Linked DNA regions of Mus musculus: region 2 is linked to region 1. Evidence: chromatin contacts called from public ChIA-PET data. All regions are on one chromosome and are shown on one strand. The core of a region is the stretch at or near the end of the contact, and the rest is flanking DNA. Distances in the headings are between cores, read along the strand shown.

What was found. ChIA-PET counts read pairs in DNA pulled down with a chosen protein or histone mark.
Region 2: an RNA polymerase II ChIA-PET map of memory CD8 T cells shows a contact between it and region 1, with 2.1 times the contacts expected there. The contact joins two enhancer-like sites. A contact is called at or near these places in 1 of 15 datasets of contacts at CTCF or cohesin (CD8 T cells), 28 of 484 Hi-C or Micro-C datasets (B cells, CD4 T cells, CD8 T cells and 17 more), 12 of 115 datasets of contacts at active chromatin or transcription factors (CD8 T cells, embryonic stem cells, memory CD8 T cells and 3 more) and 2 of 9 other capture datasets (adipose tissue and liver).

Annotation. Positions count from the first base shown.
Region 1 is chr10:21,904,494-21,910,706 of GRCm38.p6, reverse strand. All of the region lies in intron 1 of Sgk1 (serum/glucocorticoid regulated kinase 1), which reads right to left. Among named protein-coding and RNA genes, the nearest start is that of Gm46215, 25 kb to the right of the region's middle. Within about 2 kb of position 3,431, at least 95 of the 459 cell types and tissues checked have an H3K27ac peak or open chromatin away from gene starts, as enhancers often do. A contact at or near this core is called in B cells, CD8 T cells, CD8 central memory T cells and 6 more, where this site is marked.
Region 2 is chr10:21,971,733-21,977,945 of GRCm38.p6, reverse strand. The region is part of intron 3 of Sgk1 (serum/glucocorticoid regulated kinase 1); the gene reads right to left. Among named protein-coding and RNA genes, the nearest start is that of Gm34267, 84 kb to the left of the region's middle. Within about 2 kb of position 2,410, at least 27 of the 459 cell types and tissues checked have an H3K27ac peak or open chromatin away from gene starts, as enhancers often do. A contact at or near this core is called in B cells, CD8 T cells, CD8 central memory T cells and 6 more, where this site is marked.

The DNA of each region.
Region 1 (6,213 bases), core at 2,182-4,681:
CTTTGAAATCTACAAATAGTATTAATTATTGTTTCGAATGCTCGCCACCCCCTTACAAAACCATTGAGTAGATTTTAGGAAAATAGTTCCGATGCTGAGAGGTGAATTCCTGTGAAACTCATACTGTACGTGTATGTGTGCGCCCCACCCTACATGTCAACAAGCAGTCACACCTCCTGCGTGGGTGCCTTGCCCCGCTGAGCATTAGGTGCTGAAGTGCCCATTCTGCCAGACTACTTGCTACAGTTTTTCCCTCTACTCTACAGCAACTCTGACTGAGCTATGTAGCCGATATAAGGAATAATTATAACATAATAACAATCCCTTGCCAGTGGAGATGAAAATAATGGATTTTCTTATTTGAAACGAGACACCTTTTAACTGGAATCATTAGTGCTCAGATGGAAATTATGCACGTTTTAACTCCCTAGGTCTAGTCACCTTGAAGGCTATTGAGTATGTTCTGGTACTGGTTAACATAATTGTGTTCCACTTTCTTTTATTTCATTAAATTATAGACAATTATATTAGCTCAGACTTTGAAATGTTTTTAAAATGAATTTCTAGACCGGGCAAGGTACTGTTTCCCATCATCTGCAGGGAGCTAATACTGGGTTTGAATACGCTTTCATCATTTATCAGCTCTTAGAATCCATAGTGTTCCTAGCTAGCTGCTCTTCTCCATCTGCCTGGAAATGAGGACATTCTCAACAGACTTATTTAGTATTTTCCAGAGCGACGGTGTTGTACAAATATTTTTAGCTTGTTTGTTTGGAGGTTGAGGTCATCCTAAAATACAAGGTCACTGACATAGTCTTCTACTTAACGTGGGTTTCAGATCTTGTTCCACCACAGTCTTCCATAGTGCCTACACAGTCATTCATATCTTAAGATTTCTGACTAAAATAATCAATCCAGGTTAAAACACACAAGTAGGCCAAGAGGAAAATACTAACTGTTCTTTATACTGCATACCAATGTCAATTTCTATAGATGCTATTCTTCAGACAGGGTCTTGATAGGTAATCTAGACTAGCCTCTAATTCACATCCTCCTGCCTCAGAGTATTGAGATGACGTACACGAGCCCCTTAGCCCAACGCAAAGACTGGTAGACATCTAAGAGAAACAATGTACTTCTTCCTCAGCATATTAGGAGCTATTGGAACGAGGACCTTAATTTGCCTCTGATATTGGAGACAGAGCCAAGAGTACCAATAGAGACCCTAAATAGACAAATACTCCACCCTATTGCCAGGAGTCCAGCCCTACTCCAAGATAGCATCATGGTCAGCATGGTCAGCCCTACTCCAAGATAGCATCATGGTCAGCACGATTGGATGAGCCTTGGAAGCTGTCTTAGGACAGTTCCATTGGAAAATCCCAGGGGACACAGGGAGCATGGCCTTAGAAATATGGACTTTCAGGGGAGGCAAGTTCTATAGGGGCTACCACTGAAATGAGCCTGGTCTTGTCTCCTCATACACGGCTTATAAGACTGATGGTCACTACCATACATGGACAGGGGCAAGGAGCAGGATCCCTGTGGCTCTGGTCCTATGGACAGTGCCTGTAACAGACTTTCTCCAACTTATACTACCTTTAACGCCCTCAGTGTCTCCCAAGTCACTGGTTCTCAAATGCAGGCCTTCTTTGAAGATCCAGCCATTCAGAGAAAATGAAACAACTGAGCCTTCATCGGACTAACAGAGGAAGCATGTGGAATTGGGGCTGGGCCCATAGCTAGAACTTCCAGTTCAGTAGGTGGGGTCAGAGTTTGGAACTGAATTTCTGTGATACTTCCTGGGGAAGGGACCACACCTTTGAAAGCCACCAAATAGTCTTTCTTTGGTTCCTGTGGTTCACCTCTGTGTCTCTGCCCCTCCCTGATCAACTGAAACCCAGCTTTGGTTTGGCTTGGGTTTTTTTGTTTTGTTTTTTTTTTTTTTTTTTTTTTTCAGTTCTGATAACCCTTTTCTCCAACTGAACTTCTTTTCTTTCTTTCCCACAGGGCTAAGTTGTCAGGTGACTATTTGCTAATCTGATTAACTGCTTTGAATGTGTCTCAAACCTTACATACCAACTGGTAAAAGTAGGCCACTTCAAATCCTGCTTGTCTGTAGTCCCATAGATCCCGTGTGGGTATGTATGCATATGCTGCACCAGTTAACTGCTTCTGAGCCTCTAACACCACGTCTGTTAGGTTGCTGTGCACAGTCAGACTTGCTGGTGATACTTGGTAGCATCCTTGGATGCTCTAGGTCAGTGATTCTCAACCTGTAGGTTGAGACCCATGGGGCTGCACATCAGATATTTACATTATAATTCATAACAGAAGCAGAACTATGAAATAGCAACGAAACAATGTTATGGTTGGGGGGAGGGGTAGAGGGTGGGTCACCACAACACCAGGAACTGCAGCATTAAGGAACTGCAGCATGTAGAAAGTTGAGAACTGCTGCTATAGCTATTTTCAAAGGCTGTATCTCCAAATACATTAATTATCAGGGAATGTGGAGATCATTTCCAAACACAGGAATCCGGGGAGATGCATTTGATCTACAACCTTCTGAGAATACTTTGGGAGGAATTTGGCCATAAGACATTCAGCTGAGCCCTCTGACAGGTCGTCAGCTTGGAGGCCAACAGGAACAGGCAGGGCTGGAGGAAGCAGTGACATGAGAAAGAAGTAGAGAGGAACCTGGAGAGAGAGCCATTAAAGCCACACCCTTTCCGAAGCAAAGCTTACAAGCAAAGCTTACAAGCACAGGTACTGTAAGTGGCAGAGAGGTGCTTCTAACATTCTGTGGTAAGGTCCCTCACACAAGAAGGAGTCATTGGAACAAGGGCTGAATAGGCCATGAGACAGCCACTAAACCAAGGGAAGACTGTCATAAGATGGGGTGTTAGGAAGTGCTAAGCATTTTTTTCTCCTACTGTAAAAGCTTCATGTCTTTGGCACTGTCCATAGGATCTAATTTTGTTTTAAAGATTTATCTATTTATTTTATGTATATGAGTACACTGTTGCTCTCTTCAGACTCAGTAGAAGAGGGCATCAGATCTCATTACAGATGGTTGTGAGCCACCATGCGGTTGCTGGGAATTGAACTCAGGACCTCTGGAAGAGCAGTCAGTGCTCTTAACTGCTGAGGCATCTCTCCAGCCCCCTAATTTTGTTTTATAAGCCATGCATGTACACACACATACACACACACACACACACACACACACACACACACACACACAGTAGTGTGCATATGGAAGTCAGAGGACACTTTGCTGGAGTCTATTCTCTCCTTTCACCATGAGGGGCTGAGAGATTAAACTCTGTCGTGGAAGTGACAAGCACTTTACCCTTCAGCCCTCTCTCTGGCTCTGTATTCAATACATCTAAGCCAACACTGGGAAGTTTCCATCAGTAAGGAAACCACAGTTTACTTCCTTACTCACAAACCCTTGTAGGTGCTAGGCAGAGCAGAGCGGCAGAGCCTGCAGTAACTACAAAGGCCCTTTGGATATCAGTTTCATTTCAACTTTAACCTCTGAGTTTTTCCACAGACCCCATGTGAAGCCACAAAGATCCTCTTGTCCTGCTGTGACTCTGCAGTCGGAGGTCTTGTTTTGGAAACAGACACCTGCCTGAGTCGAGTCTGAGGCAGCAGTGGCTGAGCCCGTTTGCCAGGCTACTCCACAGGTCCCATGCTCTCAGCCTTCCCAGCCCAGGGAGAAAACTATGTCTTAGTTTTACTGTGGAGTTCTGGCTGTGTCTTTTAGAAGGGGAAGTGGGGTTGGGGGGGGGGGAGCAGCCTGTTAAAATTGCAAAGTATGATTTTAGAAAACGTTCAGAAAATGTCAATGAATTTAAGCAGAACTCAGTCTTTACCGTGGACAAATGAATATTCCTTGAGGGGCTGTCTAGATAAATAATTGAACCCACGTTCACTACTGAGAAGTGCACAGTCTGGCGAGAAGTGTGCTTCCCATAGGGATAGCATGTGAAACTCAGAAATCATTTTATAGATTCTGCACTGAATAAAGGAAAAGGGAAAATGAAAATAATTAGCTGGGTTTTGTTTGTTTGTTTGTTTTGTTTTGTTTTTTGAGACAGGGTATCATTATGTTGCTCTGCTGTCCTAGAACTTGATACAGAGACCAGGCTGGCCTCAAATTCACAGAGATCTGCCTGCCTCTGCCAGCAGAAAACTGATTTCAATGATGTAATTGACTCAACTCAATATACCCCCAGATCTATACTCTCAAATATACTCCAGATAAAACTGCTAGCAGTATATTTTATGTTAATTTAAGGTTTTATTTTAGTTAGTTTAGAGTTTTGTACTATGTTGTGTCCGGCCAGCAGATCACAACATGGGTTTTAGCCTGGAAAGACATTTTGGAAACCTGGAAGAGAAGAGGGGCTAGGTGGCGAGATAAAGAAATGTAGCTAAGACAGTCATTCTGATCAAAGTTCAATTTTACTGTTCCGCACGCAATTATAAAGCAGGGGAAGGGGGCCCGATTCCCGCCAATTAGTCTTGGGGTCCAATAGCAGGGTGACCACATGCACGGCTCCAAACAGCAAAGCGGCAGGTTCCAGCAGTGGGCATGGTAGAACGATTGAGCAGGAAGCTCCACCCCTGAGCAAGCAGGTTTCAGGCTGGGGGAGGGGAGACTACATCTCCTCCCTTTTGTTAACAAAAAAAATAAAATAATAAAAAAAAAAAAGAAAAAGCTGGCCTGAGGCAAAAAATTTATCTATGCTTAATAGTTCTGTCTGAATTTTAGGGCTAAGGAAGAACATCAGGCTGATAGGTCTCCCTATAATGAAAATCTCACTGTACTTTAGATGTACAGCGCCCACAAGACCACATCCTGTTTACAGGCTACTCTGCTCTCTGTACCAACTAGTTTTGTGTGTGAAGGTGACACAACCTAGAATCACCAGAGAGGAAGGAGCCTCAGTTGAGGAAATGCCTTCATGAGATCCAGCTATAAGGCATTTTCTCAATAAATGATTAATGGGGGGAGGGCTCAAGCCATTATGGGTGGTGCCATCCCTGGACTGTTAGTCCTGAGTTCTATAAGAAAGCAGGCTGTGCAAGCCAGGGAGAGCAAGCCAGTAAGCAGCATTCCTCCATGGCCTCCAAATCAGCTCAGGATCTTTTCCCTGTTTTGAGTTCCTGTCCTGAATTCCTTTAATAATGAATAGCAACTATGGAAGTGTAAGCCAAAGAAACCCTTTCCTCCTCTTCTTGCTTTTTGGTCATGATGCTTTGTTGCAGCAATAGAAACCCTAACTAATACACTCTTCAAATGTAGCCTCTAGTTTTGGTCTCTCTGCTTTAGATACATAAGTCTATATGTCACCTTCCAGACATTACTGATATCTTCCCACCTGGGGCATGCCCTGCCTAGAATCTGTGTGTGTTGGCCACATTATGTCTAACACCTGGCAGATGATAAACACATAGTTCTCAATGAGTACAGTATATTTGAAGGAAGGCAGGCAGGAAGGCAGGAAGGAAAGAATGATTTAGGACAGGGAGGAAGAAGAGGAGTTGATAGTGAGCCCATTGCTGAGGACTGTGGGCATCAGACCAAGACTTGTAATGAATTCTGTGGACAGTCTCCATTTATATCTTGCACATTACATATTGATATGCAGTGTGCTGCAGTGTGCGCGTGTATGCCACAGTTTCAGAGAGAAGAAGGCAATGGCTTTCTTCTAGAAGTCCAGGAGCAAATAATCCAGCCATTAGAACTTACACAAAGAACAAATCCTTTTGTGCAAATTATTCGGTCTTGGGGGCTCTGTTACTACACATTTGCCAAGCATGCATGAAAGCCTAGGCTTGATCCACAGTACTGCATAAAACAGAGCGCTGTAGCACATGTCTACAATCCCAGGGAAGTGGACCAGGTCATCTTTAGTTACAGAGTTCAAGGCCAGCCCAAGATTCTGTCTCAAAACATTAACAACAACAACAAATTTTAAAAGAGAGAAAAGAAAGTATTCACTCTTAGAGGTAACTAAGTGACCTTTTGTTACTTTGTAGACAAAAGGAAAGATTGCGCTTACAAAACCTTAAAGGAATGGTTCTCAACTGTCCTAAGGCTGGAAAGTTCCTCCTGTCCTGACGGCCCTGAACCATAAAACTAATTCAATGCTAATTTATAACTGTAACTTTGCTACTCTTATGAATCATAATGTA
Region 2 (6,213 bases), core at 1,161-3,660, 68 kb before region 1:
GCTAAGTGCTTCCTGACAATATGCTGTGTGTTTTATTGGGATGACCCTTCGTTGTAAGTAGAATAATACCTGTACTGTATAAAAACATTTTCAGTGAATTTTGGGAACCAGACAACACAGCCATTGTAGAATACTGTCAGTTCATCCCCCAGTCAAACAGCAGAAATAACAAGTAAGTTTAGGAAGAGGAAAAGGGAAGATACATTCCTGAGCCCCACAAAGGCAGAACAGATCTTGCTCCATTTGTAAAGCCACCGAAGGCTGACCCCTTGGTTTACTCAATCTGAGGGAACGTGAGGGGGCTCCTCTGTGAGTAGCTAAATTGGTTCTGTAGTCACACATGCATCTGGCAGTGGGGTAGTCATGAGGCTGGGATTTAATGTCAAACAACTCAAATGCTGCATAAGCTTGACTCTCAGCACCTTCCAGCAGAGGCGTCTGAAAGGACACTCACCGGACCCTGGAGCAAGTACCCTGTCCTCTGTCTAGAACTGCGCATGCCTTGCTGAGATAGAGCAAAGTTCTTTCCTGCATTCCAAATCCTGGCTTTAGAATTCCACTGGTTTTCCCAGCGTTTGTTTGTTTGTTTGTTTGTTTGTTTGTTTGTTTTTGAGATGGGGTCTCACATAGCACAGGCTGGCCTTAAGCCCACTGTATAGGTTAAAATGGCTCTGAATGCCAGTCATGCTGCCTCTGACTTCTTAGCGCTAGGAAAACATGGCCTTACCACCACACCTAGCCCAGAACCCAACACTCCCTATTAAGGATGCTAAAAAGTCAAGAAAAATGTGTTCCTGTCTTTCTGGTTCTGGTAGCCAAGAGTACACGGAAGAATATGGGGTTCCACATGCAAGGAATAATGTGGGAGAGGTTGCTTCAGTCCAAAGGAAAACCTAGAATCTGAGTTTACAACCTTCCCCTGTCAATTCCTTGTTTAACAGCTTAAACATTAAAAGCCAAAACAAAAAAACAAAGTGAGCTATTTTATCTAAATGAACAGGCAACACCTAGTGTGATCTCCGGCTGCAGGACTTGGGTCCCACAGCATGTGTCACAGTGTGCCTGTCTGTGTCTCCAGGATCCTTGTCACTCTTGTGTTTGGAGCCCTAGATAATAAGGCTCAATAAATGATGAAACTTTAAATTTCAAGAGAAAAACCCCACTAAAGGTCCAGTAAGGAACAACATAGTGAAAGCATCAATAAAGCAAAGTATAGGGCTCTTTTGCTCACAGCAAAGGGAAATGTGGGAACTGTCCTATAAAAGCACAATTCTTCCTCCACACATACACACTGCCCACTAAGAACATGTTGCACCATTAACTCTGTTGCATTACCTCCTTGAATACATGCATTGCTCACAGTCTATTATTACAGTTCCGTTCTTGCTAGTGGAAGAAATGAAATCACCCAGGGGGTAGATAGTGGCAGGAAGCTGCTGAGGCGGAAGTCCGGAATCTGTGGCAGAGGCAGGAGGTCTTATTCTCAAGTTCACCACTTGAACCACAGCAAGTAATGCAGAACTCAACTTGGCTGCTTCCTGCTACTCTGGGCATGGCCCACTGAAAGAGACATGCTTCAGGAAAAGGAGAGTGCCTGTGGCTAGCAGTTTCCAAATGTACCATGTTATCTGAACGTGCCAGCCCATGCCTGTAATGCCAGTACTTGGAAGACTGAGGCTGGAGATCGTCATGACTTTGGATCAGTTTGAGACCTTGGATGACAGTAGGACCTTGTCTTACAGGCACACACACACACACACACACACACACACACACACACACACACACACACACACTCGCACGCAGGTGGAAGTGATGGATGTCTGTTTTGAAACGTTTGAGTCATAGAAATAGATGGTATAGGAGCAGCATATGAAAAGTGGAACACACCTCTGTCCTTCTGATGGATTTTCTTCACAAAATCTTCAAAATGAAGCACACTCCTCCACTTCAAGTTTTGGTGAAGGCTAACCAAATTAATTTGTCCAACATACGTTTAGTTGTGCCTGTGCCATATGCAAAGAACTCTTAGGAACTGAATACCCTGGGGATTATCTTAAAGGGAAGTGGGAGATAGCTAAAAACTTGGTGATTCTAACTTAAGACGTCCATCTTTCCTCCCCTCTCTTTTCATGATGCTTTGTTGTACTTGGCAAAGGGAACACTGAGTTTGCAAGGAGCCTTTCACTTGTCAGCGTTAAAAAACTCCCCGTTATGCATTAAGTTAATCAATCAAGACTATCAGCGGCTATTGTCATATTGAGGTCATCGGTGGTCAAATTTCAACTTCTACAAAGCAAAGTAGTCTGAATCAGAGTTGATAAGAGAACTGATTTTGTGGCTGAGGTATGCTCCGCCTCCTGTGTGTGATAGGGTGTTGACAGCTCCCGGTGTGTGGGGCTCACACAGGAAGCCACACCTGTGAGCCCCAGAGTGTCATAGCTACAGAGTGCTTGGGAGCTGCTGTCTGCACTCTGCAGTCCACCCCACATTCTTCTCTAGATTTTTCCATTCTTTCCACCCCCTCTTCAACAGTGTTCCCTGTACTGTGAAGGGCATGTTAGAGACACCCCATTACAGCTGGGCATTCAACATTCATTTATATGTGTACCTTGACCAGTCACCGCTGATCACTGCAGAACAGAACCTCTCTGACCAATGCCAATAGTAGTAGCACTCTATGGCCACAAACACAGTTATAGAGAAGGCAATTTGGGAGGCATATCATGTCCACTTAGAAAATATAAAAACTCTCTCACTAGGCCAAATAACCTCACAAGCCACAGGCTTTCAACTAGGTTTATAATACCAGAAGTCAGTTTCTTCTTATGGACCCAGGACCAAATCCAATCAAAGAACAGCTGGTTACCCCCATAACAAACCTGACTAACACATTGCACCAGCAGGCTCACCTTGAACAACGCGTCCACAGCTGAGTAAGACTTACTGAGAATCCTCCCCTGGCAGCCTGCATAGCACCTTCTGGAATTCTGAGGGCTGACCAGCAAGGAGGAAAATTCCAGTCCAGTTCCAGCTTGACTTTCCCTGTCCTATGATCAAGGCATGTGGTGTCTTATCAATGGGGTATTACCGTCTAGTTCTGGTCAGCAAATAGCAGCTTGGACAGTTGCCTGTGTTACTTTGGGCTCTGCAAGGTCTTTCCTGGCTAATAACTTATAGCAAGGCAGCCCACATCTGGAACTGAGATTTCCATTTAATAATACATTAATTTTTTTCCATCTATACAAAGTAACTCGATGCACTCTTTTTGAGGAACTTTATTGTTTGATTTAATTACCAAGTGTATTTTTTTCTGGTTTTTCTTACACATCACTACTGTGGATTACGTCTCTCCTCTACACCCCCCCCCCATCACCCTGGCTCCCCTTCCCAACGCGTTCCCTCCCACCCAGGGGGCCCCTCTTCCATTTTCATGTCACATTTATTCTACAGCCAACACAGACACATACATACACACATACTATCACACATGGAAGCACACACGTAACCACACAGAGACACACAAACATAGAAACACATGCAAACCACACACATAGAATTCTGAAACAAAATAGAACATTAACTTTTCTCCTCAGGAAAAAAATACCCTCAGTTTTGACTGTGGCTCTTAAATTTTCCCTTCAAAATAATCTAGCTGTGCCCAGAAGTTTATGTCTATAATCCCAGAGATTGGGAAGCCTACACAGGACAATGGCCGGGCGTTTGAACATAGCCTGGATGACACAACAACACCCTGTCTCAAACAGCAAACAAATGAGCACTCGAAACTAAATCTAGACATTTTGACAGATGTAAGGGTTAAAGCAGCTTGTGATAAGCAGACTTGAAGAAATGCAGGAAGAGTTTCAGGGAGCCATTCTCTTACCTGGCAAGCAAGTGCCCGGATAAAAGTGTGGTCCTCAAGGCTGCTCTATGGTTTGATCATTGCCTATCGTCACTGGCTTCTCAGCACAGAGAACGCTATCATAGTTGCCAATAGTAGCACTGGGGAAAGCACACTGTGAACTTGGAGGGAGACTCACTCTGTGTCGAAATCCTAATTTATAGTCTATTCCAGACCACAGGGCCGGCAACTTAAAACCAATGTGTACAAAAAAAGCAAATGGTGCGCACAAGTTTCAGTCTACCGTGACAGCAGAAAGGAGTTTGAACTTGTGTAGCCTGTTCGCTCGTCTGAGTGAATGCTGAGAAGGTGTGAAGGACTCCAGCCCCAGAGAAGAGGGTGGACTTGAAAGCGGGCTGATTCGATTCTTCATTTCTACTCCTCTTTCTCCCTCTCCCTCCCTCCCCTTCTACCGTCTTCCCATCCTTCCTTCTTCCTGAGATGATTTGCTCTTACCATGAGGTCACGCTGCCCTCAAGCTTGTGGTAACTGACCCCCTGCCTGCAGGGATTACCACATGACCCTCAACATGTGGCTCTCTTCCTTACACTCCGTGTGAAGACTGAAGCACTTATAAATCCTAAACGTAACACCGAGACAAAACAGTACGTTTGTGTCTCTCCAGCAGCTGCACATGGCAGAGAACATGCCAGTCTTCCTCTCGCAAAGAATGCTGGGCGGGAAAATGTTCCTACCAGACTTCAGGGTGAGCTGATCCTCAGAAACTCATTATTCTTTATAAAATAATATTTGAATGGGTGTGGTGACACACGCCTTTATTCCCAGCACTTGAGAGGCAGAGACAGGCGTATCTCTTGAGTTGGCAGCAACTGTTCTATATAGCAATTTCCAGAACAGGACTACACAGAGAAACCCTGTCTGGGTAACAAACAAACAAGAGACTATGTAGTTTATTTAGGCTTATTGTATCTGTGACGGCTACTCTTGGTTGTCAACTTGACTACATCTGGGATGAACTGCAATTCAGAAATGAAGGGCACACCGGTGAAATATTTTTGCTTTGTTTGAAGTGGTTGGATCCACGTCTTGTCTAGATATCTAAGGTAGGAAGACACATACATGCCTTTCATTCAGATCTCGAGGACATGAGAAAAGGAAGCTTTTGCTCTGTGTCTGATTGCTTCTGTCTTTCTAGCAGGTCCATGCCTCCACTGGCATTAGAGCCTACCTCTTTGGGATTCTAGTGGCTACTGAAGACCAGCTGAGACAGCCAGCCTCATGGCCTAAGCAACTTCTGGATTCTTGGACTTCCCATTCATTGATTCTGCCTCTATAGACAACCCTGACTAATATAGCACTCAAAATTGGGGACAAATATAAAGATTAAAAGTAAGCAGGTGAATAAATAAATAAATCTCACTAGGGATATAGCTCTGTGTAAGAACACTTAATACACTTGATACACAAAGCCCTAAGTTCAGTCCCTAGTGCAAGCACACACACACACACACACACACACACACACACACATATCAGATGTAAAGAAAAAGAGAGAAGAGGCAAGCATGGTGTCTCAAATCCTGGAAGTTGTGGTAGGAAGATTTTGACGAGCTAAAGACTGTACTCTTAGCGGGAGTTCAAGGCTAGCCTGGGCTACAGGATAACTTTTTCATTCTCTTTCTTTTCCTCAAAACAAACAAACAAACAAACAAATAGTAAATTTTTTTAAAGAAATGAATAAATCACATGTATCTAACAACGAAACTTTAAAATATATGTGGCGCTCTCCAGAACTTGTATAGAAGCCAGATGTGGTGCAGATGTGGTGCTGACCTTGGGTTCCTGCTGATAGGGTGTCAGAGACAATGGATGGAGCCCTGGGGCTTGCTTAGCCTAGGCTCCTTGATGAATTCTAGGTCACATAGAGACCTTGTCTCAAGAAAAAGTTAGATGCTGTCTGAGGAATGACACAACTTGTCCTCTGTCCTCTGAAAGTACCCAAATACAATACATATTTCTCTCTCTCCCTCTCCCTCTCTCTCTCTCTCTCTCTCTCTCTCTCTCTCACACACACACACACACACACACACACACAAACACACACATACAGAATTTGTGTGACAAAAACTGACTAAATTAAGCATCCATGGGACAATTCCAGTACCATACCTGGAGATTTAAATGCTCCAGTAACTGCATGAATGACTATGTCAGGGAGGAGGTGCTACAAGAGAGACCCTGTTATACCCCTCAAGTCACACAAAAAATTTCAAAGTGAGCAGACACGACAGACTTCTTGTTTTATCTCTGAGACAGAGATTTGCCCTGACCCCAGGCTGGCCTTCAAC